Linked DNA regions of Gossypium hirsutum: region 2 is linked to region 1. A link is a contact called in public Hi-C data. All regions are on one chromosome and are shown on one strand. The core of a region is the stretch at or near the end of the contact, and the rest is flanking DNA. Distances in the headings are between cores, read along the strand shown.

Region 1 (7,434 bases), core at 782-3,281:
TTGTTCATTGAGAATTCGTGTCAAGGTGGAGATTGTTAGAATTCAATGACCCGAATCCTTATTTAAATAAAATACAGTGGTAAAATAAAATAAAAGAAGAATCCATATAGAATTACACTTCTTTTATTTTATTTTAGAATAGGTTTTTTAAACCTTATTAAATTCCATCTATTTGATATTGATTAGAATAAGGTATTTCAGTCTTACTAGAATATGGCTTTACAAGCCTATAAATAGACATAGTTTATTCTTCTTGTAATAATTCGAATTCGACATAGTGAATTTTCTTCTCCTCTGCCAATGGTTTTTTCCTGAAAGGGTTTCTACGTAAAAAATTGTGTATTCTTTATTTTATTTTATTTTTTATTTTAGTTTCACAATTAGTTATAACTTTATTTATAAATAAATCGGGATAATTTTGTTGACTCTAAAATAGAGTTATAACTTGAATAAAAGTCTAAGCATACTCATTATCAATAAGCCAAAATAACTAATAATTAAGTTTAAAATATTATTTTAAAAATTCTATTTTTTATTTTTTATAAGTAAAATTTTTTATTTTCATATTTATTAATGTAATAAAATAAAATTATAACTTGACTGAAAGTCTACGTATATAGATAGAGATTAATTTTATCTTTTAATTATCACTTAATTAGTGTTAAAATTATATATCAATTAAAATCTAAGTTTAAATTTATATATAACAGTAGTATAAATATTCAGAGGCCAATAGCACTGAAGATTATTTTATTTATGATGATATAATATAATATAATGTTATTTTTTAAAAGTTATTTATTCTGTGCAAAACAAATGTTCTTTTATACTTTCTTTTCTATCTTATTCTTATTATACATGAAGTTATAAATGGATGAAAGGTGGATTTTTAAAAAAATAAAAAGAGATTTAACATATAAGATTTTAATAATTATTTTTTAATCATCTTTATTAAATATATTTATTAATTTATAGTAAATATTTCATAGTTATTATTATTTTTAAATTTAAATTTAATATTATAATTTACTTTCTCTAAATTTCTATATTATTTTCAACCTCTTTTATTTACATGAAATATAAAATTTATAAATGCATTTATTCCTTAACAATAAAGGTGAGCATGGGTTGGGCCGGGCCAGGCTAGGTCTGACTAAAATTCCAAGTCCATTTGCTAGGTTCGGGCTTGGTCCAAAAAATGGGTCCAAAATTTTGTCCAAGCCCGTCCTAGATAAAAATGTTAAAACTCAGGCCTAACTCAGTCCACCCATATTATTTTTTATATAATTTTAAAATATATATAATACATCAAAAATACTAAAAACATTAAAATAAATATTTCCCAACAAATTAAAAATAAATTTTAAAAAATATGTATACTTAAATAACACTAAAATAGATACAACTTAACAAGCAAATGTCTCTAAAATAATAACAAAATTAACAAATGTCTTTAAATTAATAACAAAATTAGCAATAAAATAAATTTTATACAAATAAATAGTAGCAATATAATAGTAAAATAGTAACAAAAAAAAGAAAAAATAATAAAAAATAAAATTTTTTATCATTTAGTGAATTTAGGCCGAATCGAACAAAAAATACCTTACTTATGGCCTAATTCATTTTATAAAAGATTATTTTTTATCTAAATTCTATCACATTTCGGATAAATGTTCAGACCAAACCGGTTGGCCCGATCCATGCTCACCCCCGCTTAACAGCGCATGTGAGGAATAAAATCTAGTAAATCTAAAAAGGTAACGTAACTTCTAATCATCCCGTGGAAAGGAGAGAGAAAATCTACAGCGGAGATAAAACGCGAGGCTTGATTAATTCAGTATTCCTCACAATCAGACGGTCAGAATTGTTTTTTTAAACGAACGGCCCTTGATCAGACACATATACGGAGCACGTGAGAAAAATAAAAACTGGTTCAGCGACAGAGTTGGATTTATTTCTCTTACCTCTATCAAATACCAGCCAAACATCGTCGTCTTCTACACTCTTCTCTGGTAAGTTCATCGAAAGATCAAATCAAGATCCCTGCCAAAATGAACGACGCTGATGTATCCAAGCAGATCCAGCAGATGGTGAGATTCATCCGCCAGGAAGCGGAGGAAAAGGCTAACGAGATCTCTGTTTCCGCTGAAGAGGTACTTCAATTCTCTCTATTTTATTCACTTTTTGTTTCTTTTTGGATATTATGGTGAAAAATTGATTGTACAATGATGTGTATTTTAGGAGTTCAACATCGAGAAGCTTCAATTGGTGGAAGCGGAGAAGAAGAAGATTAGGCAGGAGTACGAGAAGAAGGAGAAGCAAGTTGAAATCCGAAAGAAAATGTAAATTCTTCAATTTACTTTACTTTTCCCTTTTTTCTGCTGTCTAAATTTCTGTTTTTACTTCAGTTTATTTATCGCACTGGATCTCTATGTTTTAGTGGATATTTGATTGAATTCAAAGTGAGGTTAACATTTCTACTTAAATATAACCAAAATATAACACTTAACTTATTGGAAATTAGTCAGATTTCAAAACGGCACTATTGTAGTTAGTAATCCAAAACTTAATGTGATTTGGGTTTTATAGAACCTTGTAGAAGATTGATTATCGTGGTGATAATTGATGTGAAAGTGAAGCGATTTTAGATTGTTTTGATGCAGAATTGGCACTCAGGAGTTATCAATTAGGAATATACCCATTCTTGTGTGAAAAATATTCAATTTATTCTAATTGTTGCAGTGAGTATTCGATGCAGCTTAATGCATCTAGGATCAAGGTCCTTCAGGCTCAAGATGGTGTGGTTAATGCAATGAAAGAATCAGCATCCAAGGACCTTCTCAATGTGAGCCATGATCACCATGTTTACAAAAGGCTTTTGAAAGATCTAATTGTTCAGGTCTGTGCATTTCTGGATCATTAACCCTTTCTTGGAAAGTTGCAACATTAGATAAAACTCTTCGGAGGTTTTGATTTGAATAACTTTTATTGCAGAGTTTAGTTAGACTGAAAGAGCCTGGAGTCCTACTCCGTTGTCGCAAAGAAGATTTGCATTTGGTGGAGTCTGTTCTGGATTCAGCAAAGGAGGAATATGCTTCTAAAGTGAATGTTCATCCACCAGAGATAATCGTTGATGATGTCCATCTTCCCCCTGGCCCTTCTCATCATCATGGTTTTTTCCATCATCATGCTGAGGCTCATGGACCTTTCTGGTATATATATATATAAATTTTTGGTATTCTGTACCAACGTTTCTCCTTATGGTTTATGAGCAGAGATGGTATTCGGTATATTATTATGTGTTTCACTGAACAAGATCAGAGATGGAATGCTAATACTTATTTCTTTTTAAAATTTTGCAGCTCTGGAGGTGTAGTCATAGCATCTCGAGATGGAAAAATTGTGTTTGAGAATACCCTGGATGCACGGTTGGATGTTGCATTCAATAAGAAACTTCCAGAGGTGGGTTTTGTTAGATTTTGAGATGCATTTAGATTATTTCAAACTTGTTTCTCTTATACTAATTTCACCTATAGTTTCTAGGTTATCCATGATTTCATAGCTTGAATGGAGAAATTGTTTCTCTAATTAACTATTAGCTTGAGTGGAAAGTTCAAGGTTTTGTAATTCTGATCATATAAGTTTAGCATAGCTTGATTTTGACCCTTAAATTAATACATTTTTCATTCTTTCCCTGTTTCTCTAATTGCAGATCCGCAAGTGGCTTTTTGGTCAGGTTGCTGCTTGAAGGCTTAAGATGGTATTGTTTTTCTCAGCAGCTTTTGTCTTCGGCCATAGAGCATAGTGATTAAGTTATTTGTTCCATGTATTTGCTTTCTCATATTGTTCTCCCCGAATAGTTTATTTGTTTGATAAAAGTCAGTGAAACTCTTGTTCGATTGGTCCGTATATCATTTTCTGGGATTGTGAAAGTACTGTTTTTAAATAATGAATAAAATTTGAAATGTTTGCTTATTCACTTTTCGGTAAGCAAGTTAGCCTTTTGTCACGGTCTCAAACATTCATATATGCCAATCTGATCCATTCCACTGAGCCTGAGCCTGAGCCTGAGCCATGTTGGATGGCAGGTGTGGGTCGGGTCTTTCCCCTAAATTCCAAAACTCTACCGGCCACAGGCTGCACTCAAAGGCTAGAAGTGCTCATGGGTCGGGTTTAACTAAAAATTTATGCTCATTTATTAGGCTCGAGTTGAGCCGGGCCTAAAAAATAGGCTTAAAATTTTGCCCAAGCCTAACCTAAATAAAAATGCTAAAATTCGGGCCAGACCCGGCCTGCTTGTATTAATTTTTATATTATTTTATATAATTTTTAAATATATATAATACATCAAAAATACTAAAAAAATTAAAATAAATATTTTTTAACAAACTGAAAATAAATTTTAAAATATATGTAGATTTAAATAGCACTAAAATAGATGTAACTTAACAAGCAAATACGTCTAAAATAATAACAAAATTAATAATAAAATAAGTTTTATACAATATCTAAACAATAACAACAAAATAGTAGCAACATAATAGTAATATAGTAGCAAAATAGGGAGAAAACAAGAAGAAAATAACATTCAAAAATAAAAAAAAAATAGCAGATTTTTTTTGTCATTTAGTGAATTTGGGATGGGCCGGGCCGGCCCGGGCCAAAAATATTTTACCCGAGGCCCGACTCTTTTTTTAAACGGGCCTTATTTTTTTGTCCAAGCTCATTTTTTTAGGCCTATATTTTTGCCCAAACCATCCCACATTTCGGGCGGGCCTTCGGGCTAGGCTGGTAGCCCGACCCATGAGTAGGTCTACTCGAGGCCCATAGTGCAACTCTTTGCTTGAAACGTGCCTGGGTTAACAACACCGATGACATCATGCTGGATTTGAGTGTTGATGATGGGCTATTCAGCTAAAGCTGGCTTGGGCAGTATCAGTAGATACCCCTAAAGACGATCAATAAAATAGTCACTACAAATTATAGTCGCAATAAACTTGTTTTGCCTCTATATACTTGTATTAAATCCTTTCACGAGTTAAGAGTGCAGTAATCAATTTTGAAATTATTAAAATATTAAAATAAAAAATGTTATACAAAAGTATTTCTGTCTTTTTATATTTTTTGATAAAATAATATTATAATCTTACATTATGTCCCTAATTGAGTTAGTATCATGTATCAACCAAGCACCAATTCATTTTTTAAATTATTAAAATATTATTTATTTTATAATGTAACAAATATTAATACGAAGGTACTTTCGTCTTTTCATTTTTAATAAAATAATACTATAAGCTATCTATACTTCTATTAAACCCTTAATTAAGTTACTCTGACGAGTCAACTAAGTACTAACTCACTTTTGAAATTACTAAAACACTCTTACTTTTATAAAGTAAAAAATATTAATACAATATATTTATCTTTTCATTTTTAATAAAATAATGGATGAACTATATAAATAGTCACTCAACTATTAGCATATTTTTATTTTGGTTATTCAAGTTTAAAAGTGTTTATTTTAGTCACTAACATTATTGAAATTTAATATTTTGGTCACTCATCCATTAGATCACTAATGAAAAGTTGATGTGATATTTTTATTGGCATAATAGAAAATTTAGCCCTCCAATATTTATAGACTCTATCAATTTGGCCCTAATTCTAAAAAGTTTAACAAATTTAACCCTCAACTTCACATATTCTATCAATTTAGTCTTTATTCTTAAAAATTAAAAATTAAAACTTTAAAAAATGAAAAATAAAAAAAATATTTAAAAGTTTGGTTTTTGATAAAAATACATAGAAAATTATAAATAAATTATCAAATAAATATTACCCATTTCTCTTTTTTTTTCTAACATGAAATTTATTTATTCAAATAATAATTTTAAAAATATAACAATTTTCTTAAAAAGAATTCACAAACAAGACTTAAACTAGATTCAAGCTTTCCCCCCCTTTTTTTAGTTTTATTTTATAAATAATAATATGTTCTTTATACATCTAGCCTTATTTTTTAGTCCTCGCCAAATTTACCAAGCACTAGACATCACCATCTCCCACAACCACAACCACTAGCACCAATAACCCTTGCTCCAAACTCATTGATTTCCACATCCTCCATTGTTGTGCTATTGAATAAGGGATCATTATGGAGCTACCAACATCGCCTTTCACCTGCTAGGTTTGGAAGACCTCATCCTCAATTTTGTATCTACTTTTATAGAAATTTAACTTTTAAATAAATTTTTTATTTTTTATTTTTAAGAATCAAGACTAAATTGATAGAATGTATAGAGTTAAGGGATAAATTTGTTGAATTTTTTTAGAGCTAGGACCAAATGTATAGAATTTGTAAACATTGGAGAGCTAAATTTGTTATTATGCCAATAAAAAAGCCATGCCAATATTATATTAGTAATTTAATGGAGAGGTGACCAAAATATTAAATTTTGATAATGTTGGTGACAAATATAAAATTTTAGAAACATAGGTGACCAAAACAGAAACACACTAATAGTTGAGTAAACCTTGATATGGTTTACACTAAAATAATACTCTAAGGTAAATAATAAAAATAGTTATCCAACTATTAGTGTGTTTCTGGTTTGGTCACCTAGTGTAACACCCCTCGCCTGACCCGATCACTAGGTCTGAGCTATAGGATGCTACATTCCTTGTCGGAGTAACTACAGTTAATTATGCAAAAAATAATCATTTACACATGCAATTAAGTGTCAATCACATTCTAATATGATTAAACAATCATTTCTGAGTCTTAAACAAGCTTACGTAATCTTTTTTGTTAACCCAAGTATGAAATAGGACCAAATTGCAAGGATTTAAAAATGTATGAATCAACGTCGCAACTTCATCAGGTTTTTGTCACGACGTGGCCATCACAGTATGTCATGTAGCAATGACAAGCCTAAACTTGTCACGACGTTGTTGCACTTGGTGCCCTAAGTGTAGTATTTTTGTCTAAGCATATTTATAATTTTTTCGAACAAATTGGTTAATAAAAGTATTCATGAATTACATTAATACTTTGTATATTGTCCTCATGTGTTTTTTGCAAGTAAAGGAAAATGGAAGTAAATGTTGCCCACTAGTTGTCTAATGTTTAACTAATACTAGACGGTATTACCTGGCCGGATCATAATACAGAAAAATAATTTATATTAGTAGATGAACCTAAACATGTCCTTCGCCTAATCGAAAATGAGCAAACTGATTGAAAGATTAATATGTCATCTATAAAGTCCAATTCGGGAAATGCTTTATCTTGGGCATTGGAGCGGACGATTCCCAAAAGATAGAGACATGGATATGACTGATTGGACTGATAGTACATCGGACTGAACCCAAGAAGAATAGATGCTAAATCCGTTTATGGATTTATTCACTTGTGATGTTCACAGTGTG
Region 2 (7,236 bases), core at 4,399-6,898, 160 kb after region 1:
AAAATCATGGTCACCCAAAATTGAAATGAATTATTTTTTATTTAGTTTAAAATTTTTACGATATAAAAATAAATATTTTATATTTAAAATAATGAAAATAATTTAAAAATTATTAAAAATTTTAGAAATTTTAATGAAAAAATCTTAAATTATGTCAAATAATATATAAAAGTAATAAAATAAAACAAGTAAATCTAAAAATTAAAAATAAAAATAAAGAACCAAATTGAATTATAATATATGACTTACTATATTTAAAAACAAAATTGTATATAATATATAATCCTTTTAAAAGTAAAAATAGGTTGTGATGAAAGAAAGAAAAGATGATTAATGGTTTTAATTTCCCGAAACAAAGGGAAAGGGCATACGGAAAAGAAGCCACGTGGTGGTCGTCAGTCCATATCGCCAATGATGAACATGCTTTCACATGTCACATGTCAATTTAAGCATGACCCAGAAAGTACACCTTATTTTTCTCTGCAATCGTCTTTATAATGCAAGTTGCTGTTAATTGTCTGCTTAAATATCCATTGTTCACTTCAGTTTCTCCTTTATTACATTATTAGGATTTGAATTGTTAGAGACAAATTCTGACATCTAAAGTTGGAATGCAGACATGTTTTGATACCCAGTTCCATCTTACGATGCAACTCCTGATAGTGATATTACATATATTAATTGGGGGAGGGGGTTAAAATGAGTCAGAATCTGAGAGCTAATCGCCTACAAAAAACATGGGTTTTGGGCTAAGTATGGGGCAGAATCAGAGAACAGAATAAAACAGCTGCAAAACATAGGAGTGGACAAAATTATTAAGTAAGATGAGAGGGCAAGTGGGATGATAACATTTGCCTTAACAGCATTTGTACAGTAGTAGAGTAAGAGTTAAAAAGAGATATTGGTTGGATTTAGCTGGCCTGCCCTACCTCCGTTAATATGTTCCTAATCACGACAAATGCCAGAAGGCCTTTTTCAGTCCCATCCCATCTCATCCCATGCATGTATAGATATATACATATATATATGTGCCTGTTTTGCTGTAAACCTTTCAAAATATACTTGTACTTGCGATTTAACTACAAAAACTCTTTCTTTGGTAAAGTACTTGATTAAAGATTGAAGAATCCTTGTACTAAAATTTAAAACAAGAGTGAACAATTAAATAAAAAGGAGGAAAAAATATCAATTACTGATATTGAGATAAAAGAAAAGCAGAGAGACAAGGAGGGGCAGTAATGATAATATTTAAAGGAAGAATCTTGAGATTCCCGTTGGGAGTGGATGGCATGGAGACAGAGACAAGGAATGAGACAAAGGTAGTGGAGGTGACTGGTGAGATCGAGCTCCGCTCGGTCGGGTGGGTGGGCCAACGCTTGTCGTGGCTGTATAGGGCATTTGTCAGAGGGAGATTGGCATTTTAGGCCGATACCAGCAGCATGGACCGACGGACGGATGCATCCACAATAATAATTTTTAGCCATATTCTCATGCCCCTCCCCTCCTCTATCAGTTGCCTGCAGCTCTACTCATGCCTCGTTAACCAGACACCCTCTTCTCCACTTCCTCGACCCTTCCACGGACTTGTTAGATATCAAATTTTTTTTATAACTAATTAAGTAAAATTATTCAGAAGATGTGTGAGATTTTTTCATGCATTAACAAATAGATTTTGATAATTATAGGTATATAATAGCATGTAAGAATCATGTGGGTTGGATTGAGATGATGATTATATATATATTCACACTGATTGATACAAGAATCTTAACTTGCATTAACTAATTAATTAAGTCGAGGGTGGATCATAAGACAAAAAAAAAAAAGTGATTGAAGAAACGAATGGTACCTAGAAACTTTGTCACAAATCATTCGGGAAAAGGCCATTTCATTTGATGCGTTAGTGGGACAAATGACACACCATTTGATGTGTCAACCCCACACGCCATGTCCATACATAATTTTTCTTTTATTCCGTTTATATATATAATAAAATTATAAATTTTAATACATTTATGTGTTCATATTATAATTACTTCTTGTACCGTTTTCTTCATTGGCGTTGTTGGGGCATCACCAAGATGATTGGTGGAACCAAGAACCCCTCTTTATGTATAGGGCATTTCACCACCATAGCTCTTTTTTCCTTTTCCTTTTTCTTTTTCTATTTTTCCCTTTATGACCCATTTCTTGATAATTGAGAATCCGTAGTTTTCGTTGCTATATGATGATTGATGGAGTTATTCACACATGCAAGTTTAGAACATAACATGTGGAAGGGGTGAAGGGGACAATTAATGGTTGAATTTTGAATTTTTTTATGAAAAGATATATTAACTTTAGATTAAATACATAGAAAATTAATCTAACATATACATGCTACTTCAATTTTATTAAAAATATAAAATCTTATTATATATTCTAAAATCTTATAATTGAGTTAAAATCTATGATTGCATCATAAAAAAGGAAAAAAACATATGGATATCATAAAAAAATCGCAACTTTATCAATAAAACCTTAATATAAAAAATAGATAAGTTTATGGGTCAAACTATCCATCTAAACTTGCTCGAAGGCCTGTTCAAAAATTAGGAAGGTTTGCACAAAGATATTAGACTTGGACAAAAAAATTAGATATGTTTAAAATATATACCGAACTCAGGCTCATTCAAGGCCCGAGCCCGTCCCTCTCTAACTCTTTTTTTAATTTTACAATATATTATATTATGTAATTTATAACACACAAAATTAAATCTATAGTAACATGTCATACTATAATGTAAACTTTAAAAAATTTAAAATGTCTATATATAAAATTCTAAGAAATGAAAAAAAAATAAGAATAATATAAATATTTTCAATAAAAAATAACAAATAATATAGATGGATATAAAATGGGCTTGGGTTAGTTATTTACAAAAAAATGGGTGGATTTGAGCAAAATTTTAGGTCCATATTTCAAGCTAGACCAAACTTGAGACAATATAAAATATGTTAATATCATGCTTAGCTCTAGTTTAAATCCAATCAAACCCTGTTAATGAACACCTCTAATCAAGAAAAAGATGCCACAATTTTTAATTCTCAAGTTCAAATCTCAATATGGGTATATTTTATAATTTTAACTATCAATATGGTTGAACCTTGTAATTGAAAAGAAAAACCAACTTTAATTAGTCGTGTAATTAGGTGTTAAAATCATAAGTAACTTTGAAATCTCTTAATCAATCTTTCAAATAGATTTGGATTAGTCTACATAATCATGTAATGCATGGGCTAATAGTGTACATTATTTAAATTTTAAATAAATTAAAAATTTTAGAATATGATATTATTATAGTTTTAAAAATATAGAAAATTGTACTTTTTATTTTCATATAAATAATTTATTGCATGACTGCAACAATGAATTTTGTTAATATAAGGGGAAAAAATTATATATTAGAGTATTAAGGTAAACATATTAGACAATAATTTTTGGTTGCACAATTTAATTGATTTTGCAATATCCTTAATGAATAATAATGAAAGTTGATAAATATATTTGGGATTTGAATATGACATATCTTGCTCGAATATGTTGTTAGAATATGTAAGAAGTGTTTATTTGAGCTAATTTGAAGTAATAAAAATGATAAATTCGATTATCAGATTCTAATACAATGAAAAGTTTAAAATAATAATAAATTATTAGTTCGAATGATCAACTCGAAATCGCCAAGAGGGAAGATGAATTGGCCCTTAAGAAAATTGTAGAAGCAAAGAAAAAATAATCAACAAAGAACACAACGATTTATAGGGGTTCGACCCCAATTGCCTACTCTACTACCTTAGCTTTCCACAACTAAGGATTTTTCCAAATTCACTAATTTGACAACCTTTGAGGATAATGTTTATCCTTACAATTTCCCTTAAAATTTCTACCCAAAATCTGAAATTGCAACTCCACCAAACCTTAAGATTCAATCCTCCTAAAGAGAATAACAAATATCAAACTAAGAAGTAATCCTTACAAGATCAAAAAGTTTGCCAATTAAGCATAAATAAATAAGAATACACTTAAGCTAAAGAATAACAATGAAAGCTCACAAGTGTGTACAAGAAAAGTAAGAAAAAATTAAGCACTAAGGTTGTTTTTTATTGATCTTTAAGCTTGATGGTTTCTCTTGTTGTAGGATCTCTGAAAGCTGATATTTATACCCCTAATCAATTTCCAATTGTTGTGGTTGTTGGAGATATGAATAGAGCCATTAGGGATCTAAAAACTAGTGCATTTAATTCACCTATGATAGCGAGTATCGATACCAACTAAAAATGTATTGATAACTTTTGCATTTAATGCGAACTTCAGTGACTACCAATGAGCTTTTATTGATACCATATGAAAAGTATCGATACTGGACCGATACTTAGTTGAATTGGTTGAAAACAGAATGTCAATTTGATATCGATTTTAAAATGAGTATTGATATTTTAAAAATTATTAATATTTGACCAAATAGTGTTGCTACTTTTTGGCATGGAGCAATACTAACTTGTTTTAAAACAGTTTTAAATTGATTGAAAATGTTTAACACAATTGAAACCATTTAGACTTGATTTTATTATTTTATCAATTTTATTTAACTTTAATTTTTATTCAAAAACATATTAATTTGTTATATCAAAAGATATTATCAAATAAAACTAATTTAACATAAATAAATACTTAATAAAATAATTAAGATTGCAATTATTGTTTAGGCAACAAACTTAATGAAGAGGATACCTGTAAATATTTTATGAGATAAGTAAGTTTATGGTATTAATTATATTTTGTTCTATTCACTCAAAAAATAGATAGATTAATTTTTTATATTAAATTAAAAAACAAAATAATTTATTTTATTAAAAATTTGATCTATTTTTAATATACAAAAATTAATTAACCTATTTATAAAATTTTGATACATTCTTTTACAAAATAAACCCTTATACCAACCCTTTTAGAAAGACTAATCATAACAGCGATCTTTGTCAACGCTTAGATGGTATGTATCTTTCATTTATTAATTTCTGTGGACCACCCTATTTCATCATTTGATATTTATACTACATATTTCTTTCACTTAAAATTTAAATTCTTGAAGAATTAGGTTTCACTTTTAGCCCTCTCAAATTTCATTTTTTACTTTTATTTTAGTATGCTTTAACAAATATCCTTGCATGGAATCCTATTCTTTTGAAATTTGAATTAACAAAGGAAAAAAAATTGTCTGAATTTGAGGTTTGATATTCTTTTTATTTACATTCAAATTGTATGAATTCCAAAAACTTATATAATTATTAAAAATTAAAATTTAATTTTATATTCATATTTATATATATATATAATTAACTTCAATTTTTTTTTGGAAGGTACCTTTCTACTGGACTTGTTATTATTTGCTTTCCAAACTTTCTCTGTTTTTTAAGTCACAATTACAAGTAATACATATGTATTATTATAATTAAAATTAATGCATAAATAAAAATAGAATTAGGCAAAAATAAAGAAGTATGCCCTAATGAAATCACAAGAATCTGTCAACTTTATGATAAAAGCAAGGGTGGTTGGCAGTGCGGTTTGAATTTTAGGTTTGGTCACAATCATTTTTATTTAATCATTTCATTTTACCCACTCCTATCGGAATTTTTATTCATTGTTTGTGAAAACAAAAATAAACATTTTTAAAATTAAATTAAACCTTAAAACAAAAGCTTACAAAGATGAATCCAAAATATTCTTTTATTGTTGAAGTGAGCTTCTTTGAGTTGGAAAATCTCTATATATACTCACTCCAACTCTCTCCATCTCTTCCTATTTATCTATCACTCAAGAAGAAAGAAAACCCAAAGCGTCGGAAACCATAGCTTATCTCACATTGTATCTAAAGTTAGAACAAAAACATGGGTTTCCCAGTAGCCTACTCCGAGCTTCTTCTTCCAAGATTGCTTCTCCACACGCTTTCTCTCCTTGCTTACCTTCGCAAATTCATTTCCACTCTCTTCCTCTATTTGGGTCTCCCCGATTTCCTCGAACCTGACATTCCTTGGGGCGAATACGCCCCTGAAACCCACCACGCTTCCGCCGCCCCCGTATCTGCTCTCCTCATCCGGGAACTCCTACCCGTCGTCAAGTTCTCCGACCTCGTTGACCCGCCGGAGAGCTGCGCCGTGTGCTTGTACGACTTCGAAGGGCAGGATGAGATCAGGCGGCTGACCAACTGCCGCCATATTTTCCATCGGAGCTGTTTAGACCGTTGGATGGGGTATGATCAGAAAACATGTCCGCTTTGTAGAACAAGTTTTGTTCCTGATGATATGCAACAAACGTTTAATGAGAGGCTGTGGGCTGCCTCTGGGATCCCTGAAGTCTTTGGTGATTATTCTCAAATTACTGCTTTGTAGTTATACCTGTCTGCTTCCCAACAAAAAAAAATGAAGCTTTTTTGTTTATCACCTTTTTAAGGAGTTGGTTTGTATATATACATGAAAATCCGGGAAATTACCGCCATGAAGAAAAAAAAAAAGAAGGAAAAGAAAATTTTAGCTATTCAACGCAGAGTTGTTTTATTTTTGCAAACTACTTTATTTTTTGGAATGGATTTTGATAGTTGTGCTTCTTCTTCTTCTTTTCTTTCTTTTTTTTTTGTTATATATGATAATAGTAGTTAAGGCATGGAATTGATGCTAAATGATTTGGAATTGAGGGTTTGGACAAAGTTTTGGTGTTTGGGGGTTGTTTTAAACTCCCCCACTTGATAATATATTAACGATTAACATTATGTGGATTTCATTGTTTTCTTCTCCTATTTCTCTCCTCCTTTCTTTAGATGCATTTTGGAATTAATAGCAAAAAGCTGAGATTAATGAAATGTCTGTTAAAAAATCCAATCAATTGGATTCTCTTCTTTCCATTTACTTGAAAACAAGCAACAACTTCAATAGTTGGTGTCAATCTCCAAATTAAAGAAGTGGATACATCGCTTTACTCCTTTTTCTTTCTTTTATATCACCCAAGTCTTCTGTTAAAATTTCCATGCGTAGATGGTAAATGTTATATGTGTTTTGTTAAATAAATGTAAAATTATTTCTTGGAATATTATTATATTATTATGTTTAATTTATTTGGTTGGAATATAAAATTTTATTAAGGGTAAAATATAAATTTAATTACTTATGTGTTGTTTAATTTATGTGTTGGTTATCAAA

Evidence for each region. A called contact is a pair of places that touch in the nucleus more often than the background predicts.
Region 2: a Hi-C map of leaf shows a contact between it and region 1, with 3 times the contacts expected there. The contact joins the promoter of LOC121204571 here to the promoter of LOC107947841 in region 1. A contact is called at or near these places in 3 of 34 Hi-C or Micro-C datasets (leaf and seedling).

Annotation. Positions count from the first base shown.
Region 1 is chrA08:92,447,605-92,455,038 of Gossypium_hirsutum_v2.1, forward strand. LOC107947841 (V-type proton ATPase subunit E) reads left to right here and starts at 2,032. Exons shown (of 6, transcript NM_001327537.1): 1 at 2,032-2,156; 2 at 2,245-2,345; 3 at 2,746-2,902; 4 at 2,998-3,215; 5 at 3,366-3,465; 6 at 3,716-3,982. The coding sequence starts at 2,055. The coding sequence ends at 3,751.
Region 2 is chrA08:92,603,928-92,611,163 of Gossypium_hirsutum_v2.1, forward strand. It overlaps LOC121204571 (brassinosteroid-responsive RING protein 1), which reads left to right and starts at 5,649. Exons shown (of 1, transcript XM_041074649.1): 1 at 5,649-6,646. The coding sequence starts at 5,932. The coding sequence ends at 6,432.